5 separate regions of the Mus musculus genome follow, and regions 1, 3, 4 and 5 are each linked to region 2. A link is a contact called in public Hi-C and promoter capture Hi-C data. All regions are on one chromosome and are shown on one strand. Each heading gives the region's core, a stretch centred on a gene start, on an enhancer-like site or on the middle of the called end of the contact. The rest is flanking DNA. Distances are from core to core; before and after follow the strand shown. Region 1 holds the start of Aplp1 (amyloid beta (A4) precursor-like protein 1). Region 2 holds the start of Shkbp1 (Sh3kbp1 binding protein 1). Region 3 holds the start of Arhgap33 (Rho GTPase activating protein 33). Region 4 holds the start of Zfp94 (zinc finger protein 94). Region 5 holds the start of Kmt2b (lysine (K)-specific methyltransferase 2B).

Region 1 (4,912 bases), core at 604-3,103, 3.1 Mb before region 2:
ACACAAGGTAGTTTAATGACGGAGCTCCAGGCGACACGTATCTCACGCAGGAGATAGAGGAATCGACCACGAGGCTCAAAAGTTAGGGGTTTATATAGGAAAAGAGTGGGGGTAGGGGAAGAATTGGCATGGTTTCACACAATTGGACAGTTTAAACATCAGCAAACTGTATGTGCAGAGCAAGGTAACAGCAGAGCATCTGGTTAACATTTAACCCATGTCAGAAGGGCGGGAGATAGGGAGACGCCGGGCCAGTCCGGACATCCTGGTATGTCTTCCCTGTCTTTTATGGCTAGCCAGTTCCTGGATGACTTTACAGCCTTTGTTTTTGCCCTAGGCCCAAAGGCCCTCCTAACTAACTGACACAAGCCACATGAGTCATGGACCTTGAATTTTAATTTTCTTTCACTTGGAGGAGTCTCCTGGTGTTTTCCATGAATGAAGAGGCCCACAAAGGTTGTATTGTATCTAGTCCTCCCTCGCCTCTCATGCATTGGGTGGCAGTAGCGATGATGTCCTAAGTCCTTCCTTAGCCCCTTGCTACTGGCTTACTGCTGTAGGTTCTCTCTCTCTCTCTCTCTCTCTCTCTCTCTCTCTCTGTATTTTAAGATCTGTTATTTTTATTTTACTTGTGTGGGTGTTTTGCCTGCATGTGTTACTGTATACTATATACATTCCTGGTCCCTGAGACCAGAACAGAGGGATGGGTCCCCTAAGACTGGAGTTATAGACAGTGTGGGTGTTGGGAATTGAACCCGGGTCTTCTGAGAGAGCGGCCAGTGCTTTTCATCACTGAGCCTTCTCTCAGCAGTTAGCCTGGAACTCTTGATCTTGCTGCCTCAGGCCCTCTGGGATTACAGGTGCACATCACCATTCCACTTTAAACTCTTTTAATAATACACCACTACCTCACCCCACCCACATCCACAGAGATGCACACACACACAAAGCAGAAAGACAGACAAATGTGGGCAGGTCCACACCATACAGATGCACACACACACACACACACACACACACACACACATCTGGGCTGCTTCGGGGGGGGGGATTAGAATATTGTACACTCACTTAAGATAAAACAGTGAACCCTTTAGGCAGAAGACTTGAGGTGGCCCTTAGAAAGGGTGAGAATGGGGGACTCCACACAGTGGTCCTCAGGTGCTGGTCTTGGAAGGCTATGGTATCCAGCACCTGACCCGAGTCATCTGTAAAGAAAGGGTTTAGTCATGGATTTTTGGAGGGAGTATTTGAAGATCCAGACACCTGGCAATCAGGGCAGGAAGGCTTCCTAGGTTTGAGGAAGCAAGGGTGGGAGACTTGGCCTCCGGTCCTGAGACAGAAGAGGCCTGGAAGGGAGCAGATTTACCTAGCTGTAGCTGTGTTTTGTCTTTTGAGACTGGGTTGCATGTAGGTAGGCTAGCTTCAAACTCCTATCCTCCCGCCCCCTCCTCTCAGGTGCCGGGATTACAGGCTTTCCTAGTACACTCCCTAAATTCTTGACTGGGAAAATTCGGAGGTCTATATTCCTGGGACCTCAAGAGAGGGATTTATGGAAGACCCCCACCCCCATGGATTCTGGCATCCTTGGAGGAGGACAAAGCTGATGCTGGGTGTCTGCGTTTGCCAGAAGAGAAGGCCAAGGATGAAAGTCCAGAAAACGGCTACGCCCAGGACTGAACCTAGTGACTCGGTCTTCACGCGGACAGTGACACCTGGAATCTTGAGGGGCTGGGACTTGGAGCAGGCTCCCTCCCGGGGTTCCGGAGCCTCTCAGTGCGCAGAGCCGCCACGCTATTGTCCTGGCTGGGAAGGCGGGGCCGGCGCGGGGCGGGGCTGGCGGCGCCGGCGCAGCCCGGGGGCGGCGGGAGGAGGAGGCGGCGGTGGCGCTGGGAGCTCCTGTCACCGCTGGGGCCGGGTAGGGCCGGGCGGGAGCGCAGGGGACGTGAGGGCCCGAGGCCCGGACATGGGGCCCACCAGCCCCGCCGCTCGCGGTCAGGGTCGCCGCTGGCGACCGCCGCCGCTGCCGCTGTTGCTGCCACTGTCATTGCTGCTTCTGCGCGCGCAGCTCGCCGTCGGGAACCTGGCTGTTGGGAGCCCCAGCGCGGCCGAGGTGAGGCCCGGCCGGGTCCTGGGGATGGGGAAGGGGCGGGACCGGGCCTCGACCTGGACGCGGGACGGCCACCGCAGTCCTTTTGGCCAGGTGGCCTGCCCCACGCGATCCGAACTGTAGATTTTCCTAGGTTCCTCCATCGTCTGACGTCCCTGCCCCCTCCCACCCGCATCGTCGGACCTGGCTCTTTCCAAGAGCCTCTGGTCCAAGAAATCCAGAGCACCCCTAGACGACAAAGCCCCAAGACCTGCCCACCTAAGCGTAGGACGCACCAGGCAGTAGGCGCTTGGCTCTAAGAACCCAGGTCCCTTGTATTATCTGGACCCACATGAACCCCCTGCCCTCAAACATCCAGTAGTCCGGGCCTCCACCCACTACTCAATCCGGATATAGCTCCTCTAGTCCTTAAAGGTCTGATGTGCAGGCCTGCTGGGAAGCTGGGCCCTGTCGTCTTTGCACCCCCTCAGTGGGAACCTGAACTGGGGATGGAGGGAGGAGGGGCCAGAACGCCTGGGTTCGCCCCCCGCCTCCCCCAACACGATTCAAGTTTAACCCCTTCAGGCTTCAGACCCAAGCCGCTGGGGCGGGGGCGGAGCCTGTCTTCTCAGCAACAAGGCCGCGAGAAACGGGGCGGGGGGGTGGGGACCCAGGTCACCATAGCAACGGGAGAGCTGGGGCGCTCCAGCCCCACGGGATTTGTTTCCCGGGGAACGGTCTCTCCACTCAGAAGGTGCTTAGAAGGAGCTGGTGCTAGAGATAGGGGCAGGAGCCCTATCTGGGTTTTAGGGAGCAAAGAACCAGACAACACAGATGACATCGTTGCCCTGGCTCCTCACTGCCCCATCTGCCTTCATTCCCAGGCTCCGGGGTCGGCTCAAGTGGCTGGACTATGTGGGCGTCTAACCCTTCACCGGGACCTGCGCACCGGCCGCTGGGAACCAGACCCACAGCGATCACGACGCTGTCTTCTGGACCCGCAGCGCGTGCTGGAGTACTGCAGACAGGTGGGCGGGACCCCACGGGGAGAGGCGTGGTCAATGAGAAAGTGGATCCAAGCTGGGGCGGGGTCGCCCTTGAGGAAGCTGGACTTGGCAGAGTCTAGGGAGATGAGAGAATCTGTAAAGCCAGGGAAAGCTTGGGGGTCTGTGGTCAGTGAAGAGGCCCCTCCTAAAGGGCCAGCGCAAACCTATTTTGAGAAATTAGGGGCCGCGGGGCGGCGGTGGAGACTGAAAAAAAAAAAACCCAACAACACCCCCCCACACCCCCCATGGACTAATCAAGGTCGCCTGAAGAGTGGCATGGTTTAGGAATCTATGGATCCGTTTAGAAAAAGTGGGAGTGTAAGTGGGCGTGGCCGAAAGAGAGGCAAGGCTTAGATCAAGAGACCTTTTAAACCAACAAGATTCAGTAAGTGATGGAGCCCAATGAGAGTGGCTGCCTGCCTAAGAGACGTGCAATGAAAAGGCGGGGCTAATACAAAGAAGAGTTACTTAGTAGCTAAACAGAGAAAGGCAGGAAGTGAAAGAGCAAGAAACCTGATTGCCGAGCAGGGTTGCCTTCAAACGTGGGCTCAGAGAAGTTGAGTTTGGCATGTCAAAGCCTGAGGACCTTTATCAAGGCCTCGTGAGAATGGTGAACTTAAGGGAGACCACTAGGGTATGACCAGTGGACCCGAAGCTTAGCATCTGAGGCTTACAAATTAACCTGTTAGTTCTATAGACAAGAGACGAAGGCCCAGGGATGTCCTTAGGAACCAAGACACGTAAAAAGGAACTGCTCAAGCTGAGATTAGTGACATGGGCCCATAATCCCAGTTATTGGAAAGGCTGAGGTAGAAGGATCACAAATTAAAGGCCCTCGTAAGCTACAGAATGAGTTCAAGACCAGTTTAGGAAATGTAAGGAGACCTGGTCTCAAAATAAAAAGTAAAAAGAGGGCTGGACATGTAGGAGTTTGGTGGTAGAGCATGGCTTTGGCATGTACAAGGCTCTGGGTTCAATCCCCAGTACTGCTGCCAAATGAGAGATGCAGAGGGTGGGGGTCAGCCAGTAGGTTGATCCCCCCCCCACCTCCTCCCACACACATTGTGTCCTACAGATGTACCCCGAGCTGCACATAGCACGCGTGGAGCAGGCTGCACAGGCCATCCCGATGGAGCGCTGGTGTGGGGGTACCCGGAGTGGCAGATGCGCCCACCCCCACCATGAGGTTGTGCCCTTCCATTGCCTGCGTGAGTCACCCGCTGGGGGGTGGGGTGGGAACTGAGGTGAAGTGGGAGTCTACCAGAGATGACTTTGGTCTACATTTGAAGTCTGGGTGATGGGCTGAGAAAGCTATGAATGCCTGGCCTCTGAGGTGGGCAGGCCTGGGTGATGATTCTGGTGATGATTCTGGTGTCTCCCATTCCCCAGCTGGCGAATTCGTGAGTGAAGCCCTGCTAGTGCCCGAAGGCTGTCGGTTCTTGCACCAGGAGCGTATGGACCAGTGTGAGAGTTCAACCAGGAGGCATCAGGAGGCTCAGGAGGTCAGGGCCTTGTCCTGCCTGTTTCCTAACCCTAGGACCTGGGAATCTAGGCCCTTCCTTCCAGAACCCAAGCGTTCAAACTGGGATGTAGGCAATCCATTCCTCAGCCACTCCTAGAGCCCAGCTTCCAGGCTTTTCTGCCCACACTCTCCAACCAGGTCCTCCTGGCCTCCTCTTCCTGCAGGCCTGCAGCTCTCAGGGCCTCATCCTGCATGGCTCTGGCATGCTTTTGCCCTGTGGCTCTGATCGGTTCCGAGGTGTGGAGTATGTATGCT
Region 2 (5,239 bases), core at 2,200-4,699:
TGAAGGTTCTAGAGAGATGGCTCAGTAGGTAAGAGTGCTTACTGCTCTTCCAGAGGACCCAAGTTTGGTTCCCAGCACCCATGATACCACAACTCCCTTTTAACTCCAGCTTCTGGGGCTCTAGCGCCCTCTTCTGCCTCCTAAGAGCATATATCCACACATGGCATATATTCAAACAAGCAAAATTAACACAAAACAGAACAAAATGAGTGATCAGGGCTGAGTGTCCCAGAGGACAGAATTGCAATGGTTTAAGAGAGCCAATTGCAGGAGGACAGCCGAAGTGAGGTAAATGGTTCCAAAAAGGTCCCCTGCAGCTGGACTTCTCAATATTAGGGGAAGATTTTATCCTGAGTGTGCTGGGGGTGGGTAGGGGGCAAGTCAGAGTTTTGAGCTAAAGGGATTGAATGTAATGTATAACAAATATTCCCTTACTGGAGCTGGAAAAATGGTTCAGTGTTGAAGACGGTTGTTGTTAAAGCCTGATATGAACCGGGCGTGGTGGCGCACACCTTTAATCCCAGCACTTGGGAGGCAGAGGCAGGCGGATTTCTGAGTTCGAGGCCAGCCTGGTCTACAGAGTGAGTTCCAGGACAGCCAGGGCTACACAGAGAAACCCTGTCTTGAAAAAAAAAAGTCTACTATAATTTGGATTCCAGCATCCATATTAAAAAGAAAGAAAGAAAGACAGACAGACAGGCATGGCTGCCCATGGACTTACATAATTCCTTAATTATGGAGGGGGGGTAAAGAAATACAGGAGGTTCTTGCTGGTTCACTGAGAGACCCTGTCTGGAGGGAATCAGGCTAGGGGATAGATACAAGACACTTGGATCCTCCTCTGGCCTCCACACGTGTGCACGGTACAAACCCCAGCATGTACAGTCTCATACACCACACAAAGAAAAGAGTTGTTGGGTTCATTGTTTTGTTTTTGCTTTTTGTTGTTATTTTTGAGGCAGGGCTTCTCTGTGTAGTCCTGGCTGTCTTGGAGCTTTCTGTAGACCAGACTAGTGTCAAACTCAGAAATCCACCTACCTCTGCCTCCCATGTGCTGGGATTAAAAGCATGCACCACCATACCCAGCTCCTTTGAAAAAATTTTTTAAAAAGATTTATTTTTATTGTATGTGTCTGTTTACCTTCATGCTTACATGTGTACTGCACAGCTGCCTGGTTGCTCCACCAAAGCCAGAGGATGTACCCCTGAACCAGACTCACAAGTACTTGTGAGCCTCCACATGGGTGCCTGGTCCCTCGGAAGGGCAGCCAGTGGCCAGTGCTCTTAATCATGTATCCAACTTTCCAGTTCCCAAATTATGTTTTTATTTTTATTTTTTTGAGACAGGATCTCTCTTTGAAGTCTTGGCTATCCTGGAAAACTCTATGTAGACCAGGCAGGCTGGCCTCAGACTCAGAGAGAGCCTCCTGCCTCTTTCTCCTAAGTGCTGGGATTAAAGGGGTGCTCCACCACCCTGCCCCAGTACATTTTATTTGTGTGTGTGTGTGTGTGTGTGTTGATGGATATGCGTATTGTCACCCATGTGCTGTGCCTTGGGTGCAGAGGACAGCCTTCCTGAGTCAGCACTCTCCTTCCTCCTGAGGGAGGAAGCACTCACTGTTCATTAGGCTCCAGCATACCTTTGTTTACCCGGTCCTCTTGCGGTTCCAAAATGACTTATCTCAAGGCTTTTGTAAAGAGGAAGTAAGTTGGACCAATGAGCAAGAGGCCTGGTGTCAGGTCTCTGCAAGCTCCCCCCCCCCCCCAGTACTTCATTTGCATTGTTTCTCTCTGCTTGTGGAGGTGGTCTCTGCTTTATAGATAATCCTATTGGTTCTGTTTAAGGGGGTGCATCCACAGAAGTGCTTAGAGAGGAGTCTGGGGCATGTAACTGTTCTTTTATCCTTACTGTCAGCATTATCCTGCTAACAGGAAAGTGAAGCTAGGGAGGGCGGTGTGGTTGAGTTCCTCTTCCAAATATGGACTTGTCCTGCGTCTTCCGTCAGGAGGAGATGAACGGCTGGCTGGAGGCTGTGGCTAACTCCGTGGCAGAACACGCCGAGATCGCCCGATGGGGTCAGACACTACCTACCACATCATCCACAGATGAGGGCAACCCCAAGCGTGAGGGCGGGGAGCGTAGGGCCAGCGGGCGCCGGAAGTGATTCCAGGTACCCTTTCCCCCACCTTGGAGTCTGACAAGTCTCCTTGCCCCTCCTCTCTGCACTGTGGACACAAAGACAACTTCTCATCCGCAAGGGCCGGAATGACTGCGGATGTGCCACTGTGGGCCTGAAATAGAAGGGACTTCTGCACTCCAAGAGGTGGTGGTAGGGGATTGCTGTCCCTATAGCCATATCTCGGTCCCTTCCCGCTCGCCAACCCCACCCCAGGTGCTGGGGCTCCATTCTTTTTATGCAATAACTGAGCTTGGTGGGGCCGGGCAGGGAGCCAGTTGAGCCAAGCTCCCTGCCCAATCGTCAGATCCTGCCCCAAGAAGCTGGAGTGGCGAGGGATCTAGGAGGTGGTGATTTGTTGGCCTCCTCTCCGCCCTAAGGATGGACAACGGGGGCGCTGGTGAGGTCCCCTGGACCATCCAGGGTGCTAGGGGGTGGGGAGGGGACACACTCCCTCCCTGCCTTTACCTCACTTCCAATGCTGCCTTGATCTGTCTGGGAAGAGGGAGGACAGGGGCCCTTAGCCCCTGTACTCCGCCATCTCAGAGCCATGCGGTTAATTCCTGACTTAGTTTATTTTTGCAAAAACGTAGACCCCCCCTCCTTCCCCCCGCCCCGCATCCGCGAAGGCTTTTAATAGGAGGGGAGTCAAAGTTCAAAACTGTCTTCCTCTCTCCTCCCCGATTCTAGCTGTAAATGCCACTTCCCGAGGGGGAGGGGGTGGGAAAGCCCTCCCCCTGCATGCTTCTGGCTGGAGCACCTCCCTGGGACGGAGGGAATCAGGGTTACAGGCAACCCCCGTGGCTGCTTGGAGACGCTGCCAAGGCAGGGGGTGCGGGGCGGTGTGGCAGGCGCACACTGTATGTACCTATAATAAACCCTTTGGCTTTGACAGTCTTCGCTGGTTTGTTCGTGTATCCGAGACAGGATTGGAGGGTGGGCCGGTGTGGGGACGAGGTCGAGAAGGCAGTCTCCTAGACTCTACAAATACCTAAGCCTTGGTATAGGCTCATTTCAAGATCTGCGCACGTACTCCTCAACGAATCGCCTACATTCGTTATGTATTATACCAAAATAAGGGAACCTAGAAAAGGGGGGGGGGAGTTACTAAATCACTCCAAAGGATCCCCAAGTGCGCCCCGTCGAAACCAGGAAAGACCGGCCCTCTTTAAAGAGTCAGAGACCGTAATTGCGTTGAGCGAGCTCTCTGTCCAATCGCCGGTGGATCCTGGAGTCTCTAGGCCAATGAGCAAGAGGAAGAGGCGGGGTCTATGCACACCCGGAAGTGGGTGCGAGCCGGCCGGCTTGCGGGGGGGTGGGGCTATGGCCGTCGCGACGACTGCAGTGGAGGGGGTCCCGAGTCGGGGAGCACCCGGGGAAGTGATTCATCTGAACGTAGGGGGCAAGCGGTGAGTGTGGGAGATCCTCGAGGCCCCATCCTACGGGACCGAGGCGGGATGCCCGCCTCTTCTGGGGGTGGGGGTGGTAGTCCCTGTCCATCAAGAATTGCTCCGCCTCAAGCTGGAGGCTTGGCGCTTGAATAAAAAAGAAAGAAAGAAAGAAAGAAATGCCAAAGGAGAATGCATGAATCTCAGTGGAGGAGGCAGCGTCCTCACCTCTTCTTCTCTTTCCTCTCCTTACCCCATCGCCCAGGTTCAGTACCTCTCGCCAGACGCTTACCTGGATCCCAGACTCCTTCTTTTCCAGGTGATTAGGAGAGTCTGGGGCGAGGGTAGGAGGGAATGAAAGAAGAGGGTGTGGGGAGACCCATTTCTACAATACTCACCTCTGCAACTCGGCCCATGTCTCCTCCTCGGTTTCCCCTTCCTGTAGTCTTTTGAGCGGACGCATCTCAACCCTGAAAGATGAGACCGGAGCTGTGAGTAGGGCTAGATCAAAAAACGGGACTCCGGGTGGGATGGGGGACAGGAGCTCCTACTTATTCCAGGTCTTTTCCATGACCCCCACCTCCATCCCCACCCCACCATGCAGATCTTCATCGACCGGGACCCCACCGTCTTTGCCCCCATCCTTAATTTCCTGCGGACCAAAGAGTTAGATCCCAGGTTGGTATGGGTAAATGGGTGAATTCTGCCACTGTATAAAATCTCTCCTCGAAAAGTAAATGTGTTCCATTCTATTAGAATTATTGATCATGTTATATTCCTTCCATTAAAATATGCCCACACATTTGCACCATTCTTCATCCTTGTTATCTAGATTTTAAAGAAAGTATGTATTTGTTTGTTGGCTTGAGATAAGGCCTTGCTCTGTAGCCCTGGCTGTCTAGAACTCCATCCAGATCAGGCCAGTCTTTATCTCCCATGTCTTGGATTGGCAGGTGTACCCCACCCTCAACCTCCCTAGAATTTTACGCCGGTTGAAACTAGCCAGGCTTCGGTAGTCTCTGGGCAGTTTCAATACCTTTCTCCTTGCAATGTGCTGTTCATGCCTATGCCCTAGATTTTTACACCCAAATCTCCCCTATTACCCAGGGGTGTCCATGGTTCCAGCCTCCTCCATGAAGCCCAATTCTACGGACTCACTCCACTGGGTAAGTGAGAGTCCCGTGCCGTGCCCCACCCCCACCCCAACCCCGCCCCCAGTCAGCACCCTCAGTTATTTCCTGAGCAGAATGCCTCTCCTCTTTGACTCTCCCAGTCAAAAAGACTGTTGGGTTAGAGCTAAGAGCACCGGATTTGGGTCTGGCTCTGAAGGGGTCGGGGTTGCGGGGGAGGGGATAGTTACGTGGAAAGACAGATGAGGAAGGGGACAAGGGTCTGCTTTAGTTTCCCTCAAGATGAAGTTTTGAGTCCTTCCCTTGCAGTTCGTCGCCTGCAGGTGAGGGAAGAGTTGGATCGATCTTCCTGCGGAAATGTCCTCTTCAATGGTTATCTACCTCCTCCAGGTGAGCACTCCCAATTGATGCTAGGGAGAGGGAGATTGGCTTAAAGACTACATTTCCCATAAAGCTTCAACCCTTAGGTGTTTGGAGCCCTGAGGTGCACTGGGAGTTGTAGTTCTTTATCAGATGCTTGGAAAGGAAATAGGAAGCAGCATTT
Region 3 (5,026 bases), core at 2,071-4,570, 3.2 Mb before region 2:
ACCCAGGGGGACATCCTATTGCTTCTCTTTGAAACTGAGCCTTTCAACAAATTAAATGCAACTGAAGGCCTGCAGCTTCTGTCAGGAAAGTGGGTTCTGTTCTGTTCTTTTTCTTCTACTTTCTGTGACTCGGATGCTTTTCAGAGTCTGCTATAAAATCTGATTACTAGACACAGTGGCACACACCTGTAATCCTAGGAGTCTGAGAACAGAGGATCTCGACTCTGAGGTCACTCTCACAGAGAGTCCCTGTGTCGGGAAAAAAAAAAGTCATTATATTAGGGATGGGACACACAAGCATGCATCTACTGAGCTCAGTGAGATTTGTTTCGTTCTCTGTGGTGGTTTAGTTACTTTTAAATTGCTGTTATAAGACAGTGTGACCAAGGGAATGTAAAAAGGAAGTGTTTATTTGAGGCTTAAGAGTTTCAGAGAGTCAATGACCGTCAGGGCAGGGCACATGGCACTGGAGTGGCACCGAGAGCTCACATCTTGAGACTCAACCAGGAGGCAGAGACAGAGACACTGGGAATGGGAGTCTTGTGAAACCTCAAAGCTAACTGCAGTGACACACCTCCTCCAACAAGGCCAAACAGTGGTCTCCCAACTAGAGACCAAGTATCCAAACGTCTGAGCCTATGAAGGCCATCCTCATCAAAATCCCTGCGGTGGTTTCCCTCAAGGGAAAAAGTGAATTCTAGCTAAGGAGATACATGTGAGCAAGGCATGGTCACACACACCTTTAATCTCTGTGACCTGGTCTATGTAGAGAAATCCAGGCCAGCCAAGGATGCATAGTGAAACTCTGTCTCAGAAAAAAAAATATAGAAATATAGAAATATAGAAATATTAGGTACAGTGCCGGGCATGGTGGTGCATGCCTTTAATCCCAGCACTCGGGAGGCAGAGGCAGGCGGATATCTGAGTTCGAGACCAGCCTGGTCTACAAAGTGAATTCCGGGATAGCCAGGGCTATACAGAGAAACCCTGTCTCGAATCCCCCCCCCCAAAAAAAAGAAATATTAGGTACAAATTTTGACTTTTACAAAAGGAAATGAGAAGCTGGGTGGTAGTGGCACACGCCTTTAATCCCAGCACTTGGGAGGCAGAGACAGGCGGATTTCTGAGTTCAAGGCCAGCCTAGTCTACAGAGTGAGTTCCAGGACAGCCAGGGCTACACAGAGAAACCCTGTCTCGAAAAACCATTAAAAAAAAAAAAGGAAGTGAGGAAAATTCCAGGATAGTATGGATGCAATGGTTTGTCTTTTGAAATAGGATCATTTAAGATCTAGGCTCCAACTCACTATGTAACCTAAGCCTGGCTTTGGACTGAGTCTCCTACCTTCACATCCTCAAGTGCTGGGATTACAGATGTGGGCCACCACACCCACCCAGCCTAATCTGTTTTGAAACATTCCCAAAGATGAGTTGGATGGGTGAGTAAAGCAATAAGTAGATGTAAGACAAAATGAATATAGTAAAATGTTTTAATGATAAGAGCTAGCTGGTGGATGTGTGGGTGTCAACTTTCCCTATCTTAGAACTTTTCATAAATAAAATGATGGCAACTATATATGATGAGGGTTAGGTTGAGGGTTTTTGTGTGTGTGTGTGTGTGTGTTTGGTTTGGTTTTTTAAGACAGGGTTTCTGGGATTCTTTAATCTGAGATCAATGTTGTTTTGATATATGTATGGGATTTATGAAGGGAAATGGGATAGATTTCTGACATGCAATTCTCTATGTCAGAAACAAGATAAATGTGGGTTTTCATCCTTTTGAACAAACCACACACTTGATTGAATCAATAAGGAGGTAGCTGTTTAGACACAAGGAACAATAGAAGATATTCACAATAACATCCTGATCAAGTTAAGAGGGGGCACTAGAAGGCTGCCCGAGGAAGTCACACTTAAGCTGAGATTACCTACTTGACCGAGGCCATCTTAACTGTGGCTGGGTAACAAACCACCCCCAAAACTTAGTAGCATCATCACTCATTACACTTATTCCCTCCCCCCACCCAGCACTTTCCATATTTCGCCATCCCAACTAGCTTTTCTCTCGGATGATACATATTTATATTTATTTTGTTCATTATCTTCCCCCATCAGCCTTTGATTTGGAGGTTTTAAATTTTTTTATTTAATGCATACAGGTATTTTGCCTGTGTATATGTTGGGGGTTCCATGTGTGCCTAGTGCCCACAGAGAGCATCTTCTGGACATCTTGGAGCTGTAGCTGGTGAACAGTCATGTGGGTGCTTGGAACAGGGAGTAGAAATCTGAGGACTCTGGAAGAGTAGTCAGTGCTAACTGCTGAGCCATCTCTCCAGTCCCTAATTTGGTTTGTTTGAGACAGATTTTCACTATGCAGCTCAAGCTGGCCTCAAATTCATGATTCTCCTGCACCCACTTTTCCAGTGCTGAGATTACAAACCGAAATCACCTAGTTCATACTAGCCTTTGAGCTTCCATATGGGTAAGGCTGTATTTTTTTTTTTTTTGATTATTGGTATATCCCCGAATTAAATAATCAAAGTCTTTAAAAGCCTGGACCGGGAGCGTGCTACCGAAACGAGAGGCCTGCTCAGGTCCAGATCAGTGAAAGCATCCTTCCGGAAAGGGTGTGGCTGCAATGCTTTCTAGGCACTTCTCTATCGTTTAAAAAAAGAAAAAAGACTGCACCTGGCTTTCTGAGAGGCATGAATGTCATAGCATTCCATACAGAAGCTTTTCCTAGAAAAAGATGTCAAAGGCTAGCCTCAAATAAGCGAATATAGGGAAACAAGGAAAGATGTCCAGTGAATAGGGGGAGGCCAAGTCGCACAGAGCCTAGGGTGGGGACACAGCGGGGTGTGCGAGATCAAAAAGCTTGTGGGCGGGGTCAGGATCAGGACTGACAGCGTGGGGACTGGAGGACCCGCATTTCGAAAAGGCTGCTTGTGGGGGATAGTCGTAGGCGAACCCAATGAAGCACGTCCGAGGAGCGACCGCGGGAGGAAAGGGCAGGCTGCTTAAGGAGAGAAGTGGCGGCAGCGGAGCATAAAGAATACAGGGTTTTATCTCAGGAGGGCCCTGACAGCCAATGCCAACCATCCATGGGCGTGGCGCTGTCAAACTTCGGGGGGTGGGACTGGAGAGACGGGGCGGGGATGGGGGCGGGAAGTAGAGCAGCACTCAAAGCCAATAAGCAGCCGCCTTGTGGGCGGGGCGTAGCCCTCAGGCCAAAACTGGAGCCAATGAGAAGGGCCTCCGCGTGCCCGCTGGCCCGCCCCTCATGGGGCGCGCGCCAGAGACCCCCCCGGCAGCCGTTAGGGGAGGAGCCTGCGACCGCCCGCGCGCGCCTCACGCCCTCCCCTTTGTGTCACCATGGCGGCGGAGGCGGCGGTGGCGAGGACTGCGAACGAGGGCTCGAAAGCCGCCGGGGTCTGAGGAGGCTACCGCGACCATGGTGGTGAGGGGCCCTCGGGGCCATCAGTCTGTGTGTCCGCGTGCCAGTCTGTCCGCGCGGCCCCGCCCTGCGCGCCCCGCCCCCGGCCCCGCCCGAGCCCGCGGCCTGCGCGCCGCCCCTCACCCTTCCTCGCGGTCCCCTACGGTCTCCACCTCGGTGCGGTCCTGGGTCGCGGCCCGGGCCTCGACCCCGCCCCCTCAGCGCACATTTCCTCCCTCCCCCTTCTGGGCCCTGAAAAAGGGGTGACAGTGGCGGAGGATCCGGACTTGAGAAAAGGGGGCTGGTTCAGGGAAGGACCCGCGCGCCCCATGAGGGCTTCCCCCCTGCAGGCGTCTGCCGAGGCTCCCTGGAAACCAGCCCCCACTCCAGCGCCCTCCTCAGCATCCTCATCCCCAGTCACCCTCCCGACCACCACCTCCTGCTCCCAACAGCCCCTTTCTCATTCCTGAGCCCCACCCCCATCTCACTCCATCCCCTGCCTGACCCTTTTCTTCTTCATTTTCATCCCACGCCACGCGCTCTCAATCCCTCCACCGACATCGATCTGAACCTTTATCGAAGTCTCTCCCGCCGCTTCCCGATCCTTACTCGAGGCCAACATCGCGCCTCCCGCCTCCGTTCCACTTGAGCCTTGGGGCTTCTCCATCTCCTTGTCTTCATCTCCCCTCCTCCATACTGCTCCCGCTCATTCATCCATTCATTCCCTCACTCCACAGACATTCACTGAGACCTCCTCTGTGCAGGCCCCATGCTCCAGGCACAGAAACAGTCAGATCCCATCCTGCCTTGGGGAGCTTCATGGGCTGGCAGGGGACAGACTCTGAGGGTGAGACCCAGGGATGAACTTGGGGTTGCAGGGACACGGAGGAGGGAAAAAGCCCAGTCTAGCAAATCCCCGAATCCCCATCTGGCAGCTGGTTATTTTATTCATCAGAGTTGCCCAGTCTATGCCGTGCAACTGGATTGGCACTGCGTGTCAGGGACCCAGAGAAGAATCATACATACAGTACTAACTCTGTGCTGATCTCTGTTGGGCATTGGCGGGGGTGGGGGTGAGGGTGTCAGCCTGGGGCCCTATTTCCAAAGGGAGAGATGAGTTCCTTGCAGGAAGCATCTCAGAGTGAGATGGATAAGCTCAGGTATAGTTGTGTAGTATGGGATGGAGAAAGCCCACAGGATGGGATGGAGACAATTGTCTGAAACAGCCTTAGATGGACAGAGAGGGCTTTCTGAAGGAACACACATGAGGAATGAGGAGGAGAGAACCTAGTGACGGTGTGCAAACCACATTCCAGTCTGAGGAATAGCCTTTGCAAAGGCATAGAAGGTAAATGAGAAGCTGGCACGTGTGTTCTGAAAAGTTCAGAGCTCTGAGAATTGGGGCAGCAGGGGAGAGACAGGACTGGAGTGGCAAACGGAACCCAGCTCAAGGAAGCTTGGCTCTCAGACCTGAGAAGTCCAACCTCATCTAGAATTCCTGAGAGTCACGGAAGCAGGAAAACCAATCACATTTGTACTTTGTGGAAAGCATCATGCCAGGAGGGGGAAAGATTGGGAACAGAAGACTGAGATGTG
Region 4 (4,618 bases), core at 1,726-4,225, 3.0 Mb after region 2:
AGTACACTCCAGCTGTCTTCAGACACACACTCGAAGAGTGCATCGGATCCCATTACAGATGGTTGTGAGCCACCATGTGGTTGCTGGGAATTGAATTCAGGACCTCTGGCAGAGCAGTCAGTGCTCTTAACCGCTGAACCATCTCTCCAGCTCTGTTTGGTTTTCTGTTAAAATGTCCTTGGAAGTATTCTAGAAGCTTACAAGGCATATGAATTAGGTGTCTATGTACATTTCCCAACCCTACAGAAAATATCTGAATAATTTTGCGTGCAGAACCTGTGTTGTGGACAGGACTTCGGTGTGCCATCATGCACAAAAGTCAATCAGGCTTGTCCATCTACAGTGTCTAAAGTTAGACTTGCCTACAGAACATAGTCTAAACAAGCTGGTTAGCTGTGTTTAATCACTGCGATTAGATCTCCTAAGAGGAGGGAGGGGGGAAAGGAGGAAGGAGCCAACAGAACAGATAAAATTACCTCCCCGCCTCAAATAAAGTAAAAACATGCATAGCCCTGGCAGCGAACCTACTTCCTTTCTTCTCAGTGCCTTGCACTTAAACTACGATGGGGAAACGAGTCCAAGCAGAGTCACTGCTCTCAGCATCTCACAGGAACCCGGATGCTACTTCCAGCCTCTCTGCTCATGCTTTGCAGCAGTGCACCAGGACAAGACAGATTTGCTAAAGTGCATGTAATCACCAAAGATGAAGGCTCCTGGGCTTTTAATCTGTAATGTTTCTAAGACTGTGTCAATGTAAACAACAAAAGGAAGAAGTTTTGCAGAACAAAAGTGATGTACACTTGATGGTCTGATCAAGTTAAATATTATTCATAGCATATAACCTAGTCCTTGCTCTCGCTGTTTCTATGGCTTGGGCTTTGTGGCTCCTTCCAAGGCTCGGCTATGTCATTTGCTAAGGGATCACCTGGATTAGTAGTCCTTAAGAAAGCCTGGATTGACTGCAGAACTGCACATCTGTAGTGCCAGGGCCCGCTTATCTTTCAAAATATCCAAACATAGTCTCCCCGACTCCAACTAGGAGGATGAAGATTGGCGCTTTAGGTGCTGCTGTTGGGTACGTGTCTGGAAGGGATAGTTATGCCTAAAAGTCACTCCCTCAAAATTGCAATCCTGGGGCTCCCCTGAAGTGGCCACATGAAAATAACAGGTGCTGCTCTTATTGGGTTCTGCTTTAAAGCCAGGAACTGGTCCTGCCAGAAAACTCTGAGTTTCCCTGATGAGCCTGTGGGGGCACCCCGGCTGTCTTTTGCTACTACTCTGTGGGTTCTTTCTTCCAGCCTTCTCCACCCTTGCAACCCTGTAACACTAGATAAGAGAGGAAAAAGGAGAGGAAAGTGATCCCTAAATAAGGTGGGGGGGGTCAGAAAGGGGGTGATGTTATTGATAGACTACTTCCTGCTGATTAAGGGCATCACATTTCTTGGGGGCAACTTTGATCTCTGCCATTCGTCTTGCTGTTTCTTCTTTGCACAGGACCACTTAACAAACTTTGACCAACAGCAGTCAAAGACCAACAGCTAACAAACTGCCAACAACCCCACTGAACAGCCACCAAAAGCCAACCTACACCCACCCCTCTCTGAAAAGTCCCCCGAATTCTAAACATCACACACGCACAGAAACCACCTGCAGCTGGCAAAATCACGCCTCTGCTAGAGCAGGAGGCAAATCCCAGCTGCTGTGGACCGTCTGAAGCAGCCTCATATTCCTCACCTGGGGCTAAAATCAAAACATTCCTATAGTATTTCTGTTTTTCAAAGAAACCAAAACTCCAAAATTGTCACAACAATCATATCATGTAAAAACTAGTCTTTTTCCTTGCTACTATGTATACCTGTTACAGCATCTCCGCTGTGCCACACACATACGCCGAGATTTTGTTTGGATGAAAAAAACTTTTGCTAGTGGTCCTTTGGGATAATTAAAAACAAACAAACAAACAAACAAACAAACAGACAGACAGACAGACAGACAGACAGACAGGGCTGAGAGATGGTTCAGCAGTTAAGAGCACTGACTGCCAGAGGTCCTGAGTTCAATTCCCAGCAACCACATGGTGGCTCACAACCATCTGTAATGGGATCGGATGCCCTCTTCTAGTGTGTGTCTGAAGCTAGCTTTTTTTTTAATTGTACTTTATTTGTACTCACATAAATAAAAAAAGAAATAAATCTCTGAAAAATAAACAAAACAAAACAAAACAAACAAACAAACAAACAAAAAAAACCAAGCAAACCAAAACTTGTTTCTCCTGTGGATTGATCTAGATTGATGTGGAAGATAGAAGGAAGTGGGGAGAAAACTGGAGGGGCAGGGAGGAGAGTATGAATTATCAATGTACCTGTGGTTACATTGAAGAAGCAGCCTAGCAGGAGGTTAAGTGGATTGTGTGGCTGTGATGTGTAGAGAGAATTTTGGTTTCTTTGAGAAACACAGAAGTATATATTATATACTCAGGTATATAAGGACAACGGTAGGGCCAAATTACCGCCTATGAGGTAAGGACTCTTAATTTTCCAGGGTGAAAAATTTTCCACGTGGGACGTGTCAAGTTCAGAGGCAGCATGGTGTCATGGCACACACGTTAGCCCAGCATTTGAGAGTGTGCAAGACTGAGGCAGGAGGACCATCGTAAATTCAGTATGGATTGTACAGTGCGCACCAGTGTCTCGCAGATTAAATAAAAAGTTCCGCAGAGGGCTAGGGAAGTACCTGCGTGGCGCACACACACACACTCCAGAGAGGCTATATACTAGGAGAAACGAGTGTAAGATCCGCCTCTCCGCATTCACTACCGGAAATGTAGTTCAACTGTTCCACAAACACGCAGGCACCCGGGAGAGCTGACGCGGAGATTTCTGGGAAGTGTCGTCCAGGGTCTCTGCGCATTGCGCGTGCGTCTGTGAAGGCCGGCGGACGCCGAGCATTCTGGGAAGCGTAGTTCAAATTCTCGGAGCATTGCGCGTGCTTCTGTTGTGCGGGCTGATGCGAAGCATTCTGGGAAGTGTTTCCCAGGTGGTTTCTGTTAGCATCCGCTCCCCTTGTCCTCCCTTGAGTCTCCTCTCTCCCACACCTTCCTCGACTGATGCCTGGATCTGGAGGTTTGCAGGGTTGGCGGCGGGCGGCCGTAGGGGAGTCGGCTCCAGGCTGGCGAAAGGGAAGCGCAGGGCGCCCAATGAGCCTCCCTCCATCCCACAGATATCATCGCACTGATAGGGTCTCAGCGCGTGGCTCAGTCAGCCTCCTGCCTCAGCATCCGGTGTGTTGCGATGACAGGTGTGAGCCCTCACACCTTCCTTCACTGCTGTCTGGAATTGGGGTGCGAGGGCCATGTTGATAGTGTTGTTTGAGGCATTGATGTAGCTAGTGTCACCCTGCCCTGAAGGTTCTAGGACTCACACCTACACTGCAGAGAATCGGGATGGGTGGAGATTTGTCGAGAGCCTGTCATGTAGAAGGATAAACGGACACGTCTATGGCTTTCCACGATGTCAGATTTTGCTGAACGACAAGAAAGTCATAAGCTGTGTCAGTTTCGTTGGCTGCAATTTGCCAAGGAATCTCGATTTCTCCTGGTGGTTGGCCATTAATCACAGGTTCTTTTATTCCAAGCTTAACATAGCTAATGATAAATTTCAGACCACGAGTCACCTGGCACACAGTTATACACACTCGTGAGTTTATTATCACAGGATGGATCATTGGAACTGGACTTGGCTCCTGGCATGTGACCAGGCTACTGAGCAGTGTGCCTGCCACATACCGGTCCCTTGGTGAAGAAGTAACGTGATATGGTTGGTGCGCTTATGTTTTATGTTACCAGGCTGGCTTTGAACTCACAGAGATCTACCTGAGTGCTGGGACTAAAGGCTAGTCGATATCTTTTAATAGCACAATTGAGTCGCCTGGCTATGACTGTGTAAACAAGACATGGATTTCTTCTTGGCACTTTTATCCAAGATAGAGTAACTCAGATCAAGACTGTTGCCGCATAAAATTCAAAACTAGTCATAGCCTGAAAGCTGATGGTCCAAACAACACAGCTCCCTGCTCAGCATGCTCCCAAGATGGTTTGATCAGCCGGGCAGTGGTGGCACACACCTGTAATCCCAGCACTTGGGAGGCAGAGGCAGATGGATTTCTGAGTTCGAGGCCAGCCTGGTCTACAGAGTGAGTTCCAGGACAGCCAGGGCTGCACAGAGAAACCCTGTCTTGAAAAACAAAACAAAACAAAAAGCCAAAAAAACCCAAAAAACAAAAAAGGAAAAAAAAGATGGTTTGATCAAGTGTAGCCCCTTACCTCTAACCCTACCCCCATTACAGATTCAGGGGAGGAAGGAGGAAGTGGTGGTCTGTTGACCAAGCATATCTAGGTGCATCAAGCCAAGTGTATTTCCTCCTGTTAAGGCGTAGCCTTTTAAAATACAAGTCTGTTTTATTCTCGCTTTTTCTTTCTAAGACTTTTTGTATGGGTCATATATGTGTACCATTACATGCATGTGTTGATACATATATGCTTCTGAATGCTTTGTACATGAGTGCTGGGATTCAAATTCAGGTTCTCCTGCTTTTCTTTAATAATTTGTTTTCACAATGA
Region 5 (5,250 bases), core at 2,079-4,578, 3.2 Mb before region 2:
GCCTTTGGCTTAGTTTATTTGATTCATTCAGGACAGACAGCACCAATCTGAGCCCAGACACTCACTCTTTCTCCCTTCCCCTTCACAGGCCAGAGAGTATGCGGTTTCTCTCCCACTTCAATCATGGATCCCCCATTGTGGCTTTCCTCTCAGAGCCTGTGAAACTGGTAGATTAGCCAGGAACAATGCCCCAGACCCCCACAAGACTAATCAGCCCATATGGCTCTGATAGGTTGGTACAGTTAGCGGCTAGACTCCGGCCAGCACTGTGTGATACCCTGATCACAGTAGGGGGCCTGGAGTTCCCGGCTCACAGCCTAGTGCTGGCAGGTGCAAGCCCAAGGCTTGGCTGCAGGGGCCGGTGGGCTCTGGTTGAAGACATAAGCCCTTCCACCTTTGCTCAGATTCTGACCTTTGTCTATGGAGAGAGTATAGAGCTACAGCCTGGGGAGCTGGGGGACCTTGAAGAGGCAGCCAAAGCCTTGGGGGTACAGGCCTTGGAAGAGGCCTGTCAGAGAGCTCAAAAGGGCAAGGATGAAGATGAGCTGGATCCAGGACTGAAGAGGCACCAGCAATCAGAAGACTTCATGAGGGGCTCTGAGAGAGGACTTGGGAGTCCTGGAGAGAAACAGAAGCCAGAGAAGGATTTTAGAAGTAATGGGAGAGAACAGGAGATGTCACACAAGCATAAAGCACCCGGAGAGAGGCCTGAGATGGCAGGAGCAACTAGGATGATGAGCTCAGAGGAGGTCATGCGAGGTATCGAGAGCCACAAGGGCTCTGAGGAGAGTCTTCGTGGGTGCCCTGATCCCCTTTCCCCACCAGGTTCCCTCCTAACTAGCCTCATTCCCAGGCCCTGGTGGGCTGAAGTCCCTAGGTTGGGGGAGGGCCAGTCGGCCTTGTGGAGCATCTTGTTGTGGCCCTCCAGATACGGTGCTCCCTTCTCCCATAGTACCCCCATCACTGCGGCCTGGCAGGTCCGGCCTCAAGATCAGAGGTGAGTGAGAGGCTTAAAGGAGGACATCTAGGCAGGGAGGGAGTGGCTCCGGAGAGGCAGCAGTGATGGTTGGAAGGGTTCAGTGTACATTTCCTGAGTTAGAGACAACAAATATTGTCATCACAAGACAGGCCAGAGTCAGTTAGGTTCTCAGGCTTTGCCAAGACTGTAATTCTTCTCCACCCAGGATCCCACTGACCTTGAACCACTCCAAAGCTCTCTGGAGTCAGAATCAGCTGGCTTCCTCTAGCCCCACTCCAGGTAAGCCCCTCAGTATTCCACACAGGGCTTTTGCCCAGTGGCTGGGCTCCAGGAGTCCAGCCTTAGCAGGGCCCCTACTTCACTCTGTTTCCAGGATCTTTTCCCCAGGGCACTGAAACCCTCAGCCCTTGGCAGATAGAAACGTCTGGGCAAGGGTTCACAGGTAAGTAGGGTGAGAGCTGCCGCCTCCCCTCTCCTCACCAAATCGTTTAGACATTGTATTGATTCGGCCTCAGGGATTCTGTCTGGGTCACGCCATTTCTCTGTCCACACAGGCACACTGGCAACCTGTGTGAGTCAGGAGCGCACACTGAACTGCCCATCTCACCAACACCCTCCTTTACCCTCTCCTGCTCGCTCTCGGCCCTATTCTTGCTCTGTGTGTGGAAAGAGGTTTTCACTCAAGCATCAGATGGAGACACATTACCGAGTCCACACAGGTATGGGCATCCTGCCCAGTGTGAATTTATCTTTTTCGTTTCCATCGCCGGCCTGCCAGCTCCTCCCTTGCCCTATTGCTCGACGCACCCCTAGCTTGGAGAGCCTTCGCCCATTTCTTCCTTCTCTGGCTTTCTCCTCCACCTGTAGGAGAGAAGCCCTTCTCCTGTAGCCTCTGTCCTCAGCGCTCCCGGGATTTCTCTGCCATGACCAAGCACCTGAGGACACATGGGGCTGCTCCCTATCGATGCCCTCTGTGCAGGGCTGGCTGCCCTAGCCTGGCCTCCATGCAGGCGCACATGCGTGGCCACTCGCCCAGCCGGCTGCCGCCTGGATGGACCATACGCTCCACCTTCCTCTACTCTTCCTCGAGGCCGACCCGGGCCTCCAGCTCTCCCGGTAGTCCTACCTCCTCTGCTGCCACCTGACCGGGTGTTGGTAGCTTCTCTGGCTTGACAAAGAGTCCAAAGAATGAAAGGCAGAAGGGCTCAGCTAGGGCGGCCTGGCAAATTTAACCACAGAAGAACTGCGAGACAGGAGCTACGAACCCTTCCGGGACAAGCGAGTTGCAGAAGCCTCGGCCTGGCGAGCCCGAGTTAAAGGACAATTAACTCGGTGAAGATTAACTGGGGACTGTCAATTTCATCACTATAATAAAGTTTCCTGTGCTCCAGTCAGGACGAGTCCAGACTTTTCCTCTGTGCTAGGGGGTTTCCACCCTTGCCCTGTAGCGGCCCCTGCTGGCCATTCACCATTCAATAAACAGAGGGTCACACTTCTCCTTCCGGGGGGCTTCGTATAATTCCCGAGGGCAGCACGCGGCAAAGGCGCTCCAGACCCTGCGGGAGAGGAAAGGTGGCTTTGAGGCGCCCCAAGACTCTGGTTCCTCCCACAGCAATCTACCGCGCGCGTAGTCTAGGGCTGGAGAGGAGCGCAGACTGAGGTCCGGATTTCGACCACCGGTCTGCTCTCCTCCGAGTAAGGGACGGAAGACTAGCCTCTCCAGCATCTCCCCTCCGCGCCGGGCAATGCGGCTACCGGGTTGCGCCTGGAAGTGAGACTAATCCAGCGCCGCCGCCCTCCCCTCAGCCAACGCCTAGCGCAATAGCTAACTTCGTCTACTGTGTGTCCGTCGGGTTCCCAGGGTCCGAAGCCAACGGTACCCTGGGAAGGACCCTGGGAATGGTAGTCCATGCAGGTCGCTAGTTCCGACTAGAACAATGGGAGGAGTCTGAGCCGGGAACCACACCTCCTGGAGACCAGGAACTGGTTCTCCTGGTCTCTGTCGCCAACCCGGTATTCCCAGTTCTCGCGCCCCAGCTGTCGGCGGAAGGAGCAAGGCGACTGGACTACATTCCCCAGAAGACCTTGCGCCTCCCGCTCTCAGGCCGCGACGCGGGGTCCGCTCTTCAGGTGCGGCTGGAGGGTGACGGCCGACCGGCCCAGGACTCCTGCTCCCGTGGTGCCCCGCGCGTGGCCAGCCCAGCCCCCGGCTCCTGCCCGCCCCACAGCGGCGCTGGTTGTTGTCGTGAGCCGCAGCCGCCCCGCTTTGCCCCTCCTCCCCTCCTCTCCCCTCCCCCCCGGCCCTGCGCACGGGCTGCCCCTCCCCCCGCCTCCCCGGCCCCTCTCACGGTGCCAAGATGGCGGCGGCGGCGGGCGGCGGCAGTTGCCCCGGGCCTGGCTCCGCACGGGGCCGCTTCCCGGGCCGGCCGCGGGGTTCCGGCGGGGGCGGGGGCCGCGGCGGCCGAGGCAACGGAGCCGAAAGAGTGCGGGTAGCCCTGCGGCGCGGTGGCGGCGCGGCGGGGCCGGGAGGAGCCGAGCCCGGGGAGGACACGGCCCTGCTCCGTTTGCTGGGTCTTCGCCGGGGCCTGCGCCGGCTCCGCCGCCTGTGGGCTGGTGCGCGAGTTCAGCGAGGCCGAGGCCGCGGCCGGGGACGGGGCTGGGGCCCGAACCGAGGCTGCATGCCGGAGGAAGAGAGCAGTGACGGGGAATCCGAGGAGGAGGTGAGGCGGTCGGAGGTGTCTCTAGCGCCGGGTAGGGCGGAGGCCAGGGGCTTGCAGGGCTCCGGATAGCTCCGAAGGGTGTTGTGGACAAGTGGGATTCTCGGGGCTCCTGGAAAGAAGCACGAAGGAAGCAGGCTGCGTGGAGCGTTTGGGTAGCTAGGGCCTTTGAAAGTGATCAGAGAAACCCTGACTGCAGCTAGACGCCTGGAGCCCAATTGGTGTCCTGAGCTGATCTTTCGCGGTAGCAATGGCAGAGCAGGACAGGAGTGGGTGAAGAGGCCATAGGGATTGCATGCCGGACCAGCGGTGGTTGACAGCAGCAGCGTGGCCTTAATTGACCAAGGCTAGAGAGCCTCCTGGGCTCTTACTTGCAGGCTGCCTCCTTGGCCCTTAAAATCCGCGACATATCCCTGCCCTGGTTCCACCAGGGCCCCAGTTGCTCTCTGGTTCTAAGGTAGAGTGGTGGAGGCTTCTTAGGCGCGGGTTGAAGAGGGATAGAATGAATGCTGAGTCTTGAATCTGGAGTGAGTGCAGTCATGGTTTATCCCTCTCAGCCTTTTGGAGAAGGCAGGAGGGTGTGGATTCTATTGCTTAGGAGAGCTAGCTGTCCTCTGAGGGCTCAGAGTGGATTCTAATATGATAAACCATCTGCTCCACCTCTCATCTCCCCCAAACACTCCCCATTTTTAAGAATGCCCTGCAAGGGTGTAAATGGAGGACCTACTTTGTTTTAAGTTGGAATTAGCCCTCATTGTAATGCCTATTGCTTAACTCGAGGAGACCCTCTAGTGTTTTCTTCTGGGCTAGTGAATTACTGATGGCTGTGCTGGAATGGTCTGGTTCAAGAACGCCTTGTACCTTTATTCCTTCTGACCTTGCCTCAGTCTTTTAAGTTCTTTGGTAAATGAGGAGGAGTATGTTAAGGTGGACGATAACTATCATATCTGCAACACCTGAAGCCCAGATGGAACCAGGGCTTTGGTACTGACTGCTGTTTCTCCCCTTCACCCTTGGTCCCCTAAATCAGGAGTTTCAGGGTTTTCATTCAGATGAAGATGTGGCCCCCAGTTCCCTGCGCTCTGCGCTTCGGTCCCAGCGAGGTGAGTGATGGGGAAACTCTACCTCTCTAGTGTTGCGGGAAGGTTCTTGCCCTTTGTGTTCAGCTAGTCTCTACCAGTTACTGAGTGTCCTGTGTTCAGTCCAAGGTAGCCTGGGCTGTGGGGAAAAACAGACAAGTAAGACTTAGTATCCTGTCTTTCTGGGGTGCTTTTCTTAAGACTGAAGGGCCAGTTTGACCCATCTCCCCACAACTGTTCTCCTTTTAGGTCGAGCCCCTCGGGGTCGGGGCCGCAAGCATAAGACGACCCCCCTTCCTCCTCGCCTAGCAGATGTGACTCCTGTCCCCCCAAAGGCCCCTACTCGGAAACGGGGTGAGGAGGGCACAGAACGGATGGTGCAGGCACTGACTGAACTTCTCCGGCGGTCCCAAGCACCCCAACCCCCCCGGAGCCGGGCACGGGCACGTGAACCCTCTACTCCCCGACGGTCTCG

The links. Promoter capture Hi-C pulls out the DNA fragments that hold promoters and counts their contacts. A called contact is a pair of places that touch in the nucleus more often than the background predicts.
Region 1: a contact with region 2 is called in a promoter capture Hi-C map of cranial neural crest. The contact joins the promoter of Aplp1 here to the promoter of Shkbp1 in region 2. A contact is called at or near these places in 3 of 39 promoter capture datasets (cranial neural crest, embryonic stem cells and maxillary cranial neural crest).
Region 3: a contact with region 2 is called in a promoter capture Hi-C map of cranial neural crest. The contact joins the promoter of Arhgap33 here to the promoter of Shkbp1 in region 2. A contact is called at or near these places in 2 of 39 promoter capture datasets (cranial neural crest and pre-B cells).
Region 4: a contact with region 2 is called in a promoter capture Hi-C map of pre-B cells. The contact joins the promoter of Zfp94 here to the promoter of Shkbp1 in region 2. A contact is called at or near these places in 4 of 39 promoter capture datasets (cranial neural crest, frontonasal cranial neural crest, pre-B cells and 1 more).
Region 5: a contact with region 2 is called in a Hi-C map of B cells, with 5 read pairs. The contact joins the promoter of Kmt2b here to the promoter of Shkbp1 in region 2. A contact is called at or near these places in 2 of 39 promoter capture datasets (cranial neural crest and second pharyngeal arch cranial neural crest) and 1 of 484 Hi-C or Micro-C datasets (B cells).

What each region holds. Positions count from the first base shown.
Region 1 is chr7:30,442,523-30,447,434 of GRCm38.p6, reverse strand. It overlaps Aplp1 (amyloid beta (A4) precursor-like protein 1), which reads left to right and starts at 1,853. Exons shown (of 17, transcript NM_007467.3): 1 at 1,853-2,113; 2 at 2,974-3,117; 3 at 4,211-4,343; 4 at 4,525-4,637; 5 at 4,822-4,912. The coding sequence starts at 1,967.
Region 2 is chr7:27,354,218-27,359,456 of GRCm38.p6, reverse strand. It overlaps Shkbp1 (Sh3kbp1 binding protein 1), which reads left to right and starts at 3,449. Exons shown (of 18, transcript NM_138676.2): 1 at 3,449-3,586; 2 at 3,831-3,884; 3 at 4,011-4,056; 4 at 4,170-4,243; 5 at 4,673-4,731; 6 at 5,005-5,085. The coding sequence starts at 3,501. It overlaps Sptbn4 (spectrin beta, non-erythrocytic 4), which reads left to right. Exons shown (of 36, transcript NM_032610.2): 36 at 2,007-3,074. The coding sequence ends at 2,165.
Region 3 is chr7:30,533,354-30,538,379 of GRCm38.p6, reverse strand. It overlaps Arhgap33 (Rho GTPase activating protein 33), which reads left to right and starts at 3,320. Exons shown (of 22, transcript NM_178252.3): 1 at 3,320-3,454; 2 at 4,168-4,277. The coding sequence starts at 4,200.
Region 4 is chr7:24,315,023-24,319,640 of GRCm38.p6, reverse strand. It overlaps Zfp94 (zinc finger protein 94), which reads left to right and starts at 2,975. Exons shown (of 6, transcript NM_001199321.1): 1 at 2,975-3,122. It also overlaps the pseudogene Gm44513.
Region 5 is chr7:30,586,804-30,592,053 of GRCm38.p6, reverse strand. Kmt2b (lysine (K)-specific methyltransferase 2B) reads left to right here and starts at 3,328. Exons shown (of 37, transcript NM_029274.2): 1 at 3,328-3,699; 2 at 4,727-4,799; 3 at 5,025-5,250. The coding sequence starts at 3,337. It overlaps Zbtb32 (zinc finger and BTB domain containing 32), which reads left to right. Exons shown (of 6, transcript NM_021397.2): 2 at 89-997; 3 at 1,185-1,258; 4 at 1,353-1,421; 5 at 1,534-1,698; 6 at 1,847-2,373. The coding sequence starts at 186. The coding sequence ends at 2,124. Gm32082 (a long non-coding RNA gene) reads right to left here and starts at 3,275. Exons shown (of 3, transcript XR_003946734.1): 1 at 2,735-3,275; 2 at 2,449-2,535; 3 at 1,695-1,840. It overlaps Mir3569 (microRNA 3569), which reads right to left and starts at 2,674; the gene lies at 2,617-2,674.